Regions from separate parts of the Pan troglodytes genome. Here region 1 is linked to region 2. The links are chromatin contacts, called in public Hi-C maps. All regions are on one chromosome and are shown on one strand. The core of a region is the stretch at or near the end of the contact, and the rest is flanking DNA. Distances in the headings are between cores, read along the strand shown.

The links. A called contact is a pair of places that touch in the nucleus more often than the background predicts.
Region 1: a Hi-C map of stem cell-derived neural progenitor cells shows a contact between it and region 2, with 3 times the contacts expected there. The contact joins the enhancer-like site here to the promoter of BNIP3L in region 2. A contact is called at or near these places in 2 of 7 Hi-C or Micro-C datasets (blood and stem cell-derived neural progenitor cells) and 1 of 1 datasets of contacts at active chromatin or transcription factors (stem cell-derived excitatory neurons).

The regions. Positions count from the first base shown.
Region 1 is chr7:34,919,752-34,925,693 of NHGRI_mPanTro3-v2.0_pri, forward strand. The region is part of intron 1 of DPYSL2 (dihydropyrimidinase like 2); the gene reads left to right. Among named protein-coding and RNA genes, the nearest start is that of DPYSL2, 55 kb to the left of the region's middle. Within about 2 kb of position 2,985, at least 12 of the 24 cell types and tissues checked have an H3K27ac peak or open chromatin away from gene starts, as enhancers often do. A contact at or near this core is called in stem cell-derived neural progenitor cells, where this site is marked.
Region 2 is chr7:34,737,835-34,743,878 of NHGRI_mPanTro3-v2.0_pri, forward strand. BNIP3L (BCL2 interacting protein 3 like) reads left to right here and starts at 2,573. Exons shown (of 6, transcript XM_001162300.8): 1 at 2,573-4,523. The coding sequence starts at 4,424. It also overlaps the pseudogene LOC472721.

The DNA.
Region 1 (5,942 bases), core at 1,735-4,234, 180 kb after region 2:
GCTTGAGCCTAGGAGTTTGAGGCTGCAGTGAGCTATGCTCATGCCACTGCACTCTAGCCTGGGTGACAGGGCAAGACCCTATCTCCAAAAAAAAAAAAAAAAAAAAAAAAAAAACAAAAACCAAAGAATCACCCAAATCCTGGGATGAATCAGGATTAGAGAACGGCAGGTGCATATCTGGGAGGCAACAGGTGGAAGATGAAGCCTCGGTCACCTGGGCTGAAGAACAGGTGTCTTTAGAAAGGTTCTCCTGTTCATTTGTCATTTAACTCTTGTTTGTTGAGTGTTGTGCGGTCACTGTAAGGTGGAGTGGAGGACTAGTTGGTTTAGGGGCTTTGCAATTGAGAAGTAGAGACAGACTGGAAATACTCAAGTAAACAAATGCACAAAAATACTTCCAAATTATAATTGTTGCTATTAAAGAGACAGTGCTGAGACAAGGAAGAGTAGGAGTACATGGGCTGGCATCAGGAGGAAGGTCATGGAGGGCCTCCCTGAAGCAGGGATGCATGGGCAAGAAGGAGAGATGGGAGAAGAGAGAACAGCAGCCACCAAGGGCCATTGCAGGGAAAGGAAGGACATCAGTGTGCTATGGCACGAGAGAGCTTGGGGACGTAACACAGGATGAAGCTGGAAAGGAACAGGAGGGTAAGATCAGTCGGGCGCGGTGGCTCACACCTGTAATCTGAGCACTTTGGGAGGATCAGTTGAGGCCAGGAGTTTGAGACCAACATGGGTAACATAGTGAGACTCTTGTCTCTACTAAAAATAAAAGTAAAAAATTTAAAAAAGAAGGGCAAGATCACACGCAGCAGACTTGATAAACAGTTTGCATTTTATTTATGCAAGCAGCCTGGCTTGGTGTCTGAAATTCTACTAACTAGGGTCTTCTCTTTTCAGCAGAGGAGTAGCACACTGAGCATTTATCATTCATTTAAACCTTTATGTTCGTCTGTCATGTTTCCTATGAGGGAAGGGCCAGAGCCACTGAGTGAAACTGAGTTACACTGGGTTGTGAGGAAAGAAAGAGATGGAGAATTGATTTCGGGAGAAGGGGAAACATCTAAGGAATGTGGACTGGGGACAGTGGAAGGAGTAAAGAAAGACAGCCGATCACCTGTGCCCACCTCTTGCACAAGGTCGGTCCCAGTTTCTACTAAACAAGTACCTTACCATTAAAAGAACTAGCCTTGGCCAGGCGCGGGGGCTCATGCCTGTAATCCCAACACTGGGAGGCTGAAGCGGGCAGATCACGAGGTCAGGAGTTTGAGACCAGCCTGGCCAACATAGTGAAACCCCATCTCTACTAAAAATACAAAAATTAGCCAGGTGTGGTGGGCACCTGTAATCCCAGCTACTCGACAGGCTGAGGCATGAGAATCACTTGAACCCAGGAGGCAGAGGTTGCAGTGAGCTGAGATCACGCCACTGCACTCCAGTCTGGACAACAGAGTGAGACTCAGTCTTAGAAAAGGAAAAAAAAAAAAAAAAAAAAAAAAAAAAAAAAAAGAACTAGCCCCTTGGGCTTTGGGGTCACACAGACCCAAATTAGAATCTGGGCCTGGAACAAGAGGTTTCTTTGTGCTTTTATCTCCTCGTCTATAAAATGAGGATCTGAAGATTTACCCAGTAGGATTTTGGAGAAGATTAAAGCAGATGTATTTAAAGCACTCAGTGCTATGCTTAGAGCATGGTAGGTGCTCAATACATGTTAATTTCCTCCTCACTGACAACATAACTATATTTTAGAAGATTGTACTGTTTCCAGAAGGCAGACAAGTGGAATGAGAGTGATAATATTTACCACTCTTTCATAATGTTCCCCCTGGACAAAGAGCAGACCAGTGATGCCCTGTGGTGAGTGCAGCCCTCACTAGGTAGGGAGTGAGCCCTTCCTCCTAGTCCATGTTTTCCTCCTTCTATAAATAGAGGGTGGAGTGGGCTGGATCTGTCGCTAAGTGTCCAGAAGTAGACTAGTTTAAAAACCTTCCTGGACCTTACCTCTGGATATTCTGTTCAGGATGTCTGAGCTGGGGCCCAGGGTGATTCTGATGGAGGGGAGTACTTGGGCACACCAACGGAAACAAGTGATCTCCAAGGCCCTGCCCTGGCTTGGAGACCAGCACGCAGGGGACCACGTGCACACTCTTTGTTCGCCACCAGAGGGCAGGCCTGAGGCACAATGGCTGAGCTAGGTGCCCTTTGTCCCCATCAGGGATAGAAAGACCCCAGGGAAAATCTGTAGCCACCCAGAGAATGAGGTGCAGGGTGGACATTGCAGGAGTTCTTCAGGAGGTGTGTGCGCTAACTGGGGATAAGAGAAAGCCCGAGTCGACTAGATTCTGTGAAGTGCATGCTTCCTCTGTGCCCTCTTGTCCAGCAGGATTTGGACAGATGAGCTTCTTGTCTTCCTGCAGGGAGGATGTGTCCTCAGAATCCTAGCAGAGCCCCCATGCTGGCCGGCAGTCTGTACAGTTCTAGCCAAAGCAGCATCTGTTTCAGAGGGCCAGTCACTGCTGACCCTCATTTGTCACCACCGTCACCGCTGCTAAAAGGATGCAGCCACAGGGGAAGGCAGTGGGCAGGTTCCGATCCAATCCGCAGTCTCTGACCCTTCAGAGCTCCACACACAAAGAAAATGATCGTCATTGCCTGATTCCATCTGCAGTGAAGAAGGCATCACTTCCAGCTCAAGTGTCCTAGTCAATGCCCTTTGTTTTTGGCAAAGAAGGATTCCAGTACCTTCTCTTTACTGCCGCATTTATTTCAACCTTCTCTGCAGGCTGCGTTAGAGGCCACAGCCCTTGGCATCCAATTGCAGCACTCTGGGCATTGGGGATTTTCTTTGCCACCTCTGGGCTCTGTTTTGTCAGCAGTTTCTGCTCTGGAGTTCCCCTACTCTGTGAAATTCTGAACATTGCACTAACGCAGAGACCCAGGGCGCCACAGAAGCAGAAATGGCTACTCTAGCTCCCCAAAGGGGAACATGAAACCAAGAGCAGCAGTGGGCTAGTCAGGGAAGGAACACGTTCCGGGCAGATGCTGAGGAACTGAGAGCAGCACAGCCGCCCGAGGCACTGGAGTTATGTCTGCATCTCCCCAGCCCCACTTCCCTGCAGTTTGGATGATGCAAACATGTGCAAAGGGCTGGCTGGGTGCCTCCACTCATACCTCCCTCCCTGCATTCAGTCCTGCTTGAGCCCCCAGCCTTGTCAGGCCCTCTGTAAGGATAAGGAATGAGTAAGACTTTTTTGTTTGTTTTTGAGAAGGAATCTCGCTCTTTCACCCAAGCTGGAGTGCAGTGGCGCAATCTCGGCTCACTGCAACCTCCGTTTCCCAGGTTCAAGTGATTTTCCAGCCTCAGCCTCCTGAGTAGCTGGGATTACAGGCGTCCCCTACCACGCCCAGCTAGTTTTTGTATTTTTAGTAGAGATGGGGTTTCTCCATGTTGGCCAGGATGGTCTCGAACTCCTGATCTCAGGTGATCCGCCCACTTCAGCCTCCCAAGTGTTGGGATTACAGGCATGAGCTACTGCGCCTGGCCAGGAATGAGTAAGACTTTCGAAAGAATTTTTCTTCCCTGTGAGCTCAAACCTTGAATGGAAGAAAAATCACACTCACCTAGTTATGGTGTCGGTGAGGATTGTATTGTGTAGGTGGTTTACTGCGATGAATGGGATCACACAGGGATGTACAAAGAATAATGGGAGGATGGAGTGAAGGACAGTTTCAGAAATTGAGAAAAAATTACTAGAGACACCTTGTATGACTTCGACCTTCATTTTAGGATTGGGTGCTGTCTCCGTGTTCTACCAGGCTTGCTGATACACAGCAGTTTTGTTAGTGGAGGCGGAGCTTAAAATCTAGGCAGCTACAGCCCCGCAGAGAATAATAAGCTGTTAATAATAACATTAGGTCCTCCTGGAGTTTCAGGGGCTTGGAGAAGGGGAGGCTGCCAAGAGGGAAGGCCCGGCAAAGTGATATTCCTGACTGGGTGTGGTGGCTCACGCCTGTAATCCCAGAACTTTGGGAGGCCGAGGCAAGCAGATCCTGAGGTCAGGAGTTTGAGACCAGCCTGGCCAATATGGTGAAACCGCCATCTCTACTAATAATACAAAAAGTACCTGGGCGTGGCCGGGTGCGGTGGCTCGCGCCTGTAATCCCAGCACTTTGGGGGGCTGAGGTGGGCGGATCACGAGGTCAGGAGATCGAGACCATCCTGGCAAACACGGTGAAACCCTGTCTCTACTAAAAAATACAAAAAATTAGCTGGGCGTGGTGGTAGGCTCCTGTAGTCCCAGCTACTCAGAGGCTGAGGCAGGAGAATGGCGTGAACCCAGAAGGCGGAGCTTGCAGTGAGCCGAGATTGCGCCACTGCACTACAGCCTGGGGCAACAGAGCAAGACTCTGTCTCAAAAAAAAAAAAAAAAAAAAAAAAAAATTACCTGGGCGTGGTGGTGGGCACCTGTAATCCCAGCTACTCGGGAGGCTGAGGCAGGAGAATCACTTTAACCTGGGAGGCAGAGGTTGCAGTGAGCAAAGATCATGCAACTGCACTCCAGCCTGGGCGCTGTGACAGAGTGAGACTCCACCTCAAAAAAAAAAAAAAAAAAAAAAAAAAAAAACCAAAAAAAAAGTGATAGTCCTAAGGGAAAGGCTTGCTTGCGTTGGGGCTTTTTTTTTTTTTTTTTTTTTTTTACATTAAAACTCACCTTGGTGCAAGAACCTTTGTCGTCGTCATAGCAATGATGGCACTTATTTATGCACCAAATGTTAAGGGCACCTGCCAGAGACAAGGCAGTGTGCTGGTAGCTGGGAGAAGAGGGGGCTCTTTGCTTCTAGGAGTCATGGCCTGATGGAAGAAATGTGCAAGTCATTATAGAGTGATGGTGTTATAGTAGAGCTGAACACAGGAAGGAGTGCTTAAGGCTGTGGGGGTAGGATGGGGAAAACTTCATAGACAAGGTAACATTTCAGTTGTTTTAGAGGGAGGGAGGGGAAAAGAACGGCTTAGGGCAAGATGTAGATTAGGGAGGGCACACTGTTTTCAGGGGCAGTGAGAAGTTTGCTCTGACACTGTGTGCGTGCACCCATTGAGCATGGGGACACAGTAGGTGTTCAGGGTGGGGAGTTGAAGCTTCGGAAAAGACAGGGATCAGACTCTGATACAGCACCTGGTTAAAATGCATTCTTCCCACTCATGGATCTGCTCAGGCAGATCCTCCCTTCCTGCACACCATGCAGAATGCCCGGGATGTTACCATTTCACTAAACCATTTTCTAATTTAGTTACTGCATCTGGCTCTTTTATGGTGCTGGGAGAAAAGTATGGGAAAGTAGAGGTTTGGGAAGGGGCTGTGATTGCGGAACAGGCAATTTTACATTGCTTTCTCATGTTTGGCATGAATTTAATGTTTAAAAATTCAGAAAAGTCATGCCTGACAAAGGGTACGAATATTAGATTCACAAATAATGATTCATAATTTTACAGGAAATTTTCATTGAGTGTTTTCCTACAGAAAGTATAAGAAACTATTTATTTATTTAGACAAGGTCTCACTCTGTCACCCAAGCTGGAGTGCAGTGGCACGATCATGGCTTATTACAGCCTTGGCCTCCCAGCCTCAACTGATCTTTCTGCCTCAGCCCCAACCTTTCCCTGCCCCCAGTAGCTGGGACCACAGGTGCCCACCACCACACTCAGCTAATTTATTTTGTTTTTGTTTTTTTGAGATGGAGTTTCGCTCTTGTTGCCCAGGCTGAAGTGCAATGGCACTATCTTGGCTCACTGCAACCTCCGCCTCCCCGATTCAAGTGATTCTCCTGCCTCAGCCTCCCGAATGGCTGGGATTACAGGCCCCAGCCACCATGCCCGTCTGATTTTTGCATTTTTAGTACAGACGGGGTTTCACCATGTTGGCCAGCCTAGTCTCTAATATTTG
Region 2 (6,044 bases), core at 1,323-3,822:
AGGTACTATTTACACTTAAGGCAATTTTAAAAGTGAGGTCTTAACCAAAAAGCCTTTACATGGCATTAAAAAAAAAAAAAAAGAGGGGGTCATTTAAATCTTTTGGATTGACTAAAAGAGCTAAATTATGTACCCAAAATCTGTACAGCAGGGGCCTGTTTTCAGCAGGTAAGCCTATTATATGCAAGTAAGAACCTCTTACTCTTGTTACAATTGTCCTGTTTTGCTTTGTTTTACAGGAATATATAACCCCCATCCCCACAGAGTTAGTCCATAAGGCCTCAGTGTCTGCATAGAAATGTGGACCTACCTCTACTAGAGAACTATTTACACTGCACTGTAAATACACGTCTGTGTCCACCCCCACAACTAAGCTGTCAATGCCTTGAGTGAAGGGGTAGTTACAACTCAGTCATTTTGTATCTACAGTGACAATTAATAGGCACTCAATACTTTTTTTGCATGAATGATAAATGATATTACACTACCACCACTATTTACATTAACATTTCCCATCATTAGCTGTCCCCAAAATAAAAACGCCAAATTGCTGCCACATTTTCAGCAGTTTTCATAATATAGTGCTTCTGGACTTTTTAATGTAAACAAACATGCTTGATTTACCAATTTTCAGAGTAATGACACAAACTTAGCATTCTTCTTGGAATGGAAAACTTTCTGGGAAGTTACTTCATTCTTTTTCTCTTTTCAAAAGGCATCTCGCAGCGCCAATTGTTTTTCTCAGAAGGAACGCTTATTTTTTGACCAGACGTTCTGGCTATACCACATCATCATAAAGTTCTTCTGTTTTTTCTTCTCTTTACTTTTTGAACTGGAAAATGGATTCACTTTGGTTTTCTTCCTCACAAATTCTTTTCGGTCTGTCTTTCCAGCCATTGCAGTTGCTAGTCTTGTCTCTTTGTCAGACTTTGGCTTTTTATGAAGGCGTTCAATGTCTGGAAGAGAAAGTAATTCACCCCTCGGCTCTTCATCACTGTCGATTTCAATATATTTCCTCTTCTGGGATTTCCCGGGGGACAGCGTCAAGTTCTTTTCTCATTTGCGCCATGTGGATTTTCTGGAAGTCTTCCTAACTTAAAACTCGACTGGTGCTGACGGCTGCAGTTTTGGCTTTCTGCTCCTCCATGGGCATGCTGTTCAGCTTCTTGGAAATTTCTTGCTGTTCTTCATTGGAAGAGTGTTGCACATCAACCCATTCGCCATCGGCATCCTCCTCCTCACTGAGACTGGTACTTTCCCATCCATCTTCATCATTTTCAGCACTCTCCTCTTTCTCAACTTCCAGAACTTCTGCTCCTGGAATGTAATCTTTAGCATCTAATTCTCCATATTTTGTACTCTTGCTTCTATGGAGGCTTCTGTAGGCTTACCCCAGAATTTCTTCTGCAGCATCTGAGGATTCAGTGTTCGGAAGAGCCGAATCAAAGTTCTAGCAGACATCATTACATTATTATCCTTGTGTGTTTTATACTGAGCCAGGTCTTGGAGAAGCTTTTCAGTCATGGCCAGAGGACACTGAGCTGTTGTCTCTTTTACAGCATTGATTCCTATTGTCATGGCTTCTCCAGAGTTCTTGTCGTTAACAAAATTGTTGGCCACAGTCATAAGCAATGATTGAATAATCGCTGGGTGTACTAGGTGATGAGATGCTTGTGCAGCAAACAGAAGGTTCTTTGTTACTTCTCTTTGGTGGGGCTGCAGAAACCTTCGCAAAAAGTGATAGAAATTGAAGAGGAAGAGCTTATGAATTCCCACCAATCTGAGATGAGGTTCATGAGCATCATCTTCACTTCCAACCTCTCCTTACAGCACTCAAGCTGCTTTAGTAGTTTTTCTGCAAAATTTTGGGGATCATGAATCAAGTGAACGGCTAAAAAGTTAAACACCTCTGTTTTTTTCTTCTTCTTTTGTTTCTTGAGCACTTTCATTGCCTTTTCCAACTTTTTCTTGTTTTGGGAACTTTCTTCCCTGTAGCATACTGTGCTAGCAGGTCTCTTGCTGTTGGTCCGTCATCCTCAGATTCGGAGTCACTGGCCTGTTTTTCATCTTCATCTTTTCCAAGAAAGAATGTCAAAGCAACAACTAATATCTTGGTGACCTTAGAGAAACATGCAGTTGTGATAACATTGACAGTTTTGGTATCATTCCAGATGTTCCTTCTGTAGAGTTCAATCATAACATCTAAAGACATCTTGGCTGCAGTTGCATTGCTATCTCTTAACATGGTGTACATGAAATTTTACAATACTACATCCACTTTATTCTTGTGTTTTGCATTTATATTCTTGATATCAGTCACGATATATGTGTATAAAGTCTTTTGCAGAAGCTTATCATGGCAACAGAGAAGTTCAAAGAAGAGTTCTAGCAGGCTTGATGGATTGATGAGATTCTTATTTCTCAGCAAGATCAAAGCTTTGCAAAATGTCATTCGAAGATCTGGATCCAATACAGTATGATTACAGGACAGAAGATCTTTCACCACTTGAGGAAAATTACTTAGATACCCTGGGTAGCAGTAACTAATCTATAACAAAGTAAAGGCTCTTCTGAAGTTTCTCTCTCCCCTATTATTCAGATGCACATATTTAGGACGTTCTGTGCCATAAACACCACCAGCTCTGCTAGTTCTTTACCGGGTTTATATGGTTGCAATTTGAAAATCCCCACATTGGATGTGTAGTGATTATACTGCTGTAGAAACTCCTAGATGGAGGGTGGTGGGTCTCGCTTCATCAGATTCTGTAACTGCAGTCAGGTTGCTGGGCAGCTTGTTGTTGTTTCTGCTGGACATTCTGGCTGAAGACTGGCTTCACGGGGAGCAGTTTGAATAAAACTCAGATGGCCAGCAGCCGCCAATCCCTACCAGCTGCGGCTTGAACTCCTGCTTCCGGGTATGACCAGAAACAGCACTCGATCTATTAATAGAGTTCATTTCTGACCAAAATCTTAAAAGAATTTGCAAAGGGATTTGACAAATCAATCCTTAAAAAAAACCTTTTAGCATGGAATTTTTCAAATATATTAAAAAATTAGAGGAATACTTTAATGTATTACATAGCTTCAATAATTACCAACACAAGGTCAATCTTGGACAAGTCCATTTTTAAGTTCATCTGAAGAGTAACTAGCCATTAACATCTGAAAAAGACAAAGGAAGAGAAACTTTAATAGTTATCTAACAGAGGTATTGCAGATAGCCCTGAAACAGACTCACATTTTTGTGGTCAGAGAGTGACAAAGGTGCAATTTCAAATCAGTGTAGAAAGGATGGCTTAAAATTAATATTATTAGGTCAATGGGCTACAAAAATTGGGAAGAATTGAAGTTAAATAATTTACAGCATATGGAAAATAAATTTCAGATGGATTAGAGCTCTAAATGTAAAGTTAAGCCTATAAGAAAATTAGAAAAAGTTATAAGGGAATTACAGATTAATAATCTTGGTGTGAAGGTCTCCCCAAGCCATGTAAGAATGATAAATCTGATTACATGAAAACCTTAAGCTTCTACAGAGTGAAAAAAACAAATTAAAAGACAAGTTAGAGACTGCGAGAAACATATGTCACTCATAAATCAGACCAAGGAGACTGGACGAAGACATGGAGATGTGAAGTAGGAGGTGTGCTCAGGAACATAGTTTAATGTCATCCACGTACAGGATAAACGGCTTCCCACGTCATGTCCCAGAAAGCGATTAGTCGATGGGATTTGGGTGAGTACTTTCTTCTCTCTGTTTTCCTGAATTTTTCTTTTTTCCTTCTTCCCCTTTCTTCTTTCTCTTTTTTTCACAATGATGGTGTGTTTGTAATCGACATTTTAAAAATTCTGTAACAATTAAATTTGGGGGCGGCCTTCCCTTGTTTCCCGTATGGAGTGTTGATGTTTCAGCAGCTTTATTTGGAGTTTACACGTGGAGGCACCTGGGTTTGGGGCTTCTTTTGTGTCCCCAAGACACCTATTGCAGAAGTGAGTCCTAAGAGGTAGAAAACAGATGCATGCGCAGGGCTGGGTGAAGCAGTGTGGAGCCTGTGTGAGAGGAGGCACGGGCGCGAACACAGGAGCGCACTTCCTCATTCCGCTTCTCCTCATCCTCTCTCCCACTGCCATTGGCATCACTCATCCCATCCGGTCATCCCAAGTCACGCGCAAGAGTTCGTTCCCGGCGCGCGCGTCAGCCTGACTCGAGCGTCTCCACGTCCGGGGCCCGCAGGGGAGCGCCCCTGCCCCGTCCGGTCGCTTGTTGTGTTGTCATCACGTGGCCTGGGCGGGCCCTGACGTCAGGGGTAGGGGAGGGACGGCGCAGGCGCAGAAAAGGGGGCGGCGGACTCGGCTTGTTGTGTTGCTGCCTGAGTGCCGGAGACGGTCCTGCTGCTGCCGCAGCCCTGCCAGCTGTCCGACGATGTCGTCCCACCTAGTCGAGCCGCCGCCGCCCCTGCACAACAACAACAACAACTGCGAGGAAAATGAGCAGTCTCTGCCCCCGCCGGCCGGCCTCAATAGTGAGTGTGGGGCCGAGGCTCAGTGAAGGGGATGGGGGAGGAGGAGCAGCCCCGGCCGCCGCCACCGGCGCGGCGCGGGAGGCGGGAGGAGAAGGCAGCTGATTGGCCCAGGCATGGGATGTCCAGGTGACTGACAGCTCCCGTCCCCTGTCAAGAGGAGGGGCGCCTGCCTTGCTCCGGGCCTCTCTGTTGCCTCCTGGGGTCTTGGGCCGGGGGCCGTTTGGGTTCGCGGTCCGGGAGCGGCGCGGGTAGCGCGGATCCCCCTGGTGCGGGGGGTGGTCCCCAGCAGCGGAGCCGGGCGGGGCGGGGCGGGGGCGGGCCTGGGGGGCGGGGAGGCCGGGTGGGCGGAGCGGGCCGCGGAGGGGACGTGGGCCGGGATGGGGACGTGCGGCGGGGACGCCGGGGGATGGACGCGCGGGAGCGGGGCGGGGCGGGCGGCTGCCGCGGGACGTGTCGGGGATCAGGTGTGCGGGGCCCGCGGGCGGGCAGCGTCTGGCGGGCGCGGGAGCCCCCAGCGAACATTCCTTTGTTGCCACATGTTTGTCAGGAAAATTCATTTGCTCGTCTAGGGGTGGCTTCAGTCACGTGTGGGGTGAGAGGCTGTGCCTTGCTTCTCCTTTCTCCTTTTTTATTTTTTTATTAGATTTCTCGAAGTTGCCCAAGTGATTTTTTTTTTTTTTTTAAAGCGATGGGTTGTGCGCCCAGTAAAGCTGAGAGCAGTCTCCTGAACCACCCAGGATTGCACACGTCAGGGAGTCTGGGGCCATGCATTTAAAGAAACGGAATTAAAAACGCACTCGGGCAGTTGAAAGTTAACGGACCAGGCTGATAGACAACCCAGGCCAGGGTCTTTTCATAACATTCCGCTGCCCAGACATCTTGTCCTCAGATTGTTCCTAGTCGTGAGAACCGGGAGCCTTCTTGGAAGGGTTCTTGCCTAACCTTTCTTTAATTCAACTCTTGGGAAAGAGGTAATGGGAGCAGTGAGCATATGGCCAGATGAAGTCTTTTCAAAACCACTTGGATGCTTAAAGGTCATGCAGTATCTTTCGTAAGAGGGAGGTGCTTCCAGTGTGGCCTGAAGATTATTTTAGGGAAGAGAGTTTGAGCCCTCACCAGGTAGCGATGGAGTTTGGAGATTTTAAGATGGATGCTGCTGCTCCAGGTTTTGATGGGTTAATTCCCAAAACCTTTAAGTGTCATATATTTCAGAATGTAAGATGGTTATATTATTTCCCACAGTAAATTAGGATGAATGTATGAGTCTTTAAACGTTACTTGTATCACATATTCCTATGCAATTTTAAGTTATTTGCCCATGTTTAGCATACTGTCTTAGATTTTAGAATGGGAAGAAACTTCAGAACTAGCTAACTGCCTCCTGTTGTTTGCCTGTAGAGAAACAGGTCTAGAGTAAATGGCCTTGTCCAAGTTCACAACCGGCTGGGAGCAAAGCAGAGGTTCTCATGTTCAGCCTGTCTACTGCTCTTTTGAGGACTTTTTTTTTTTTTGAGGTAGAGT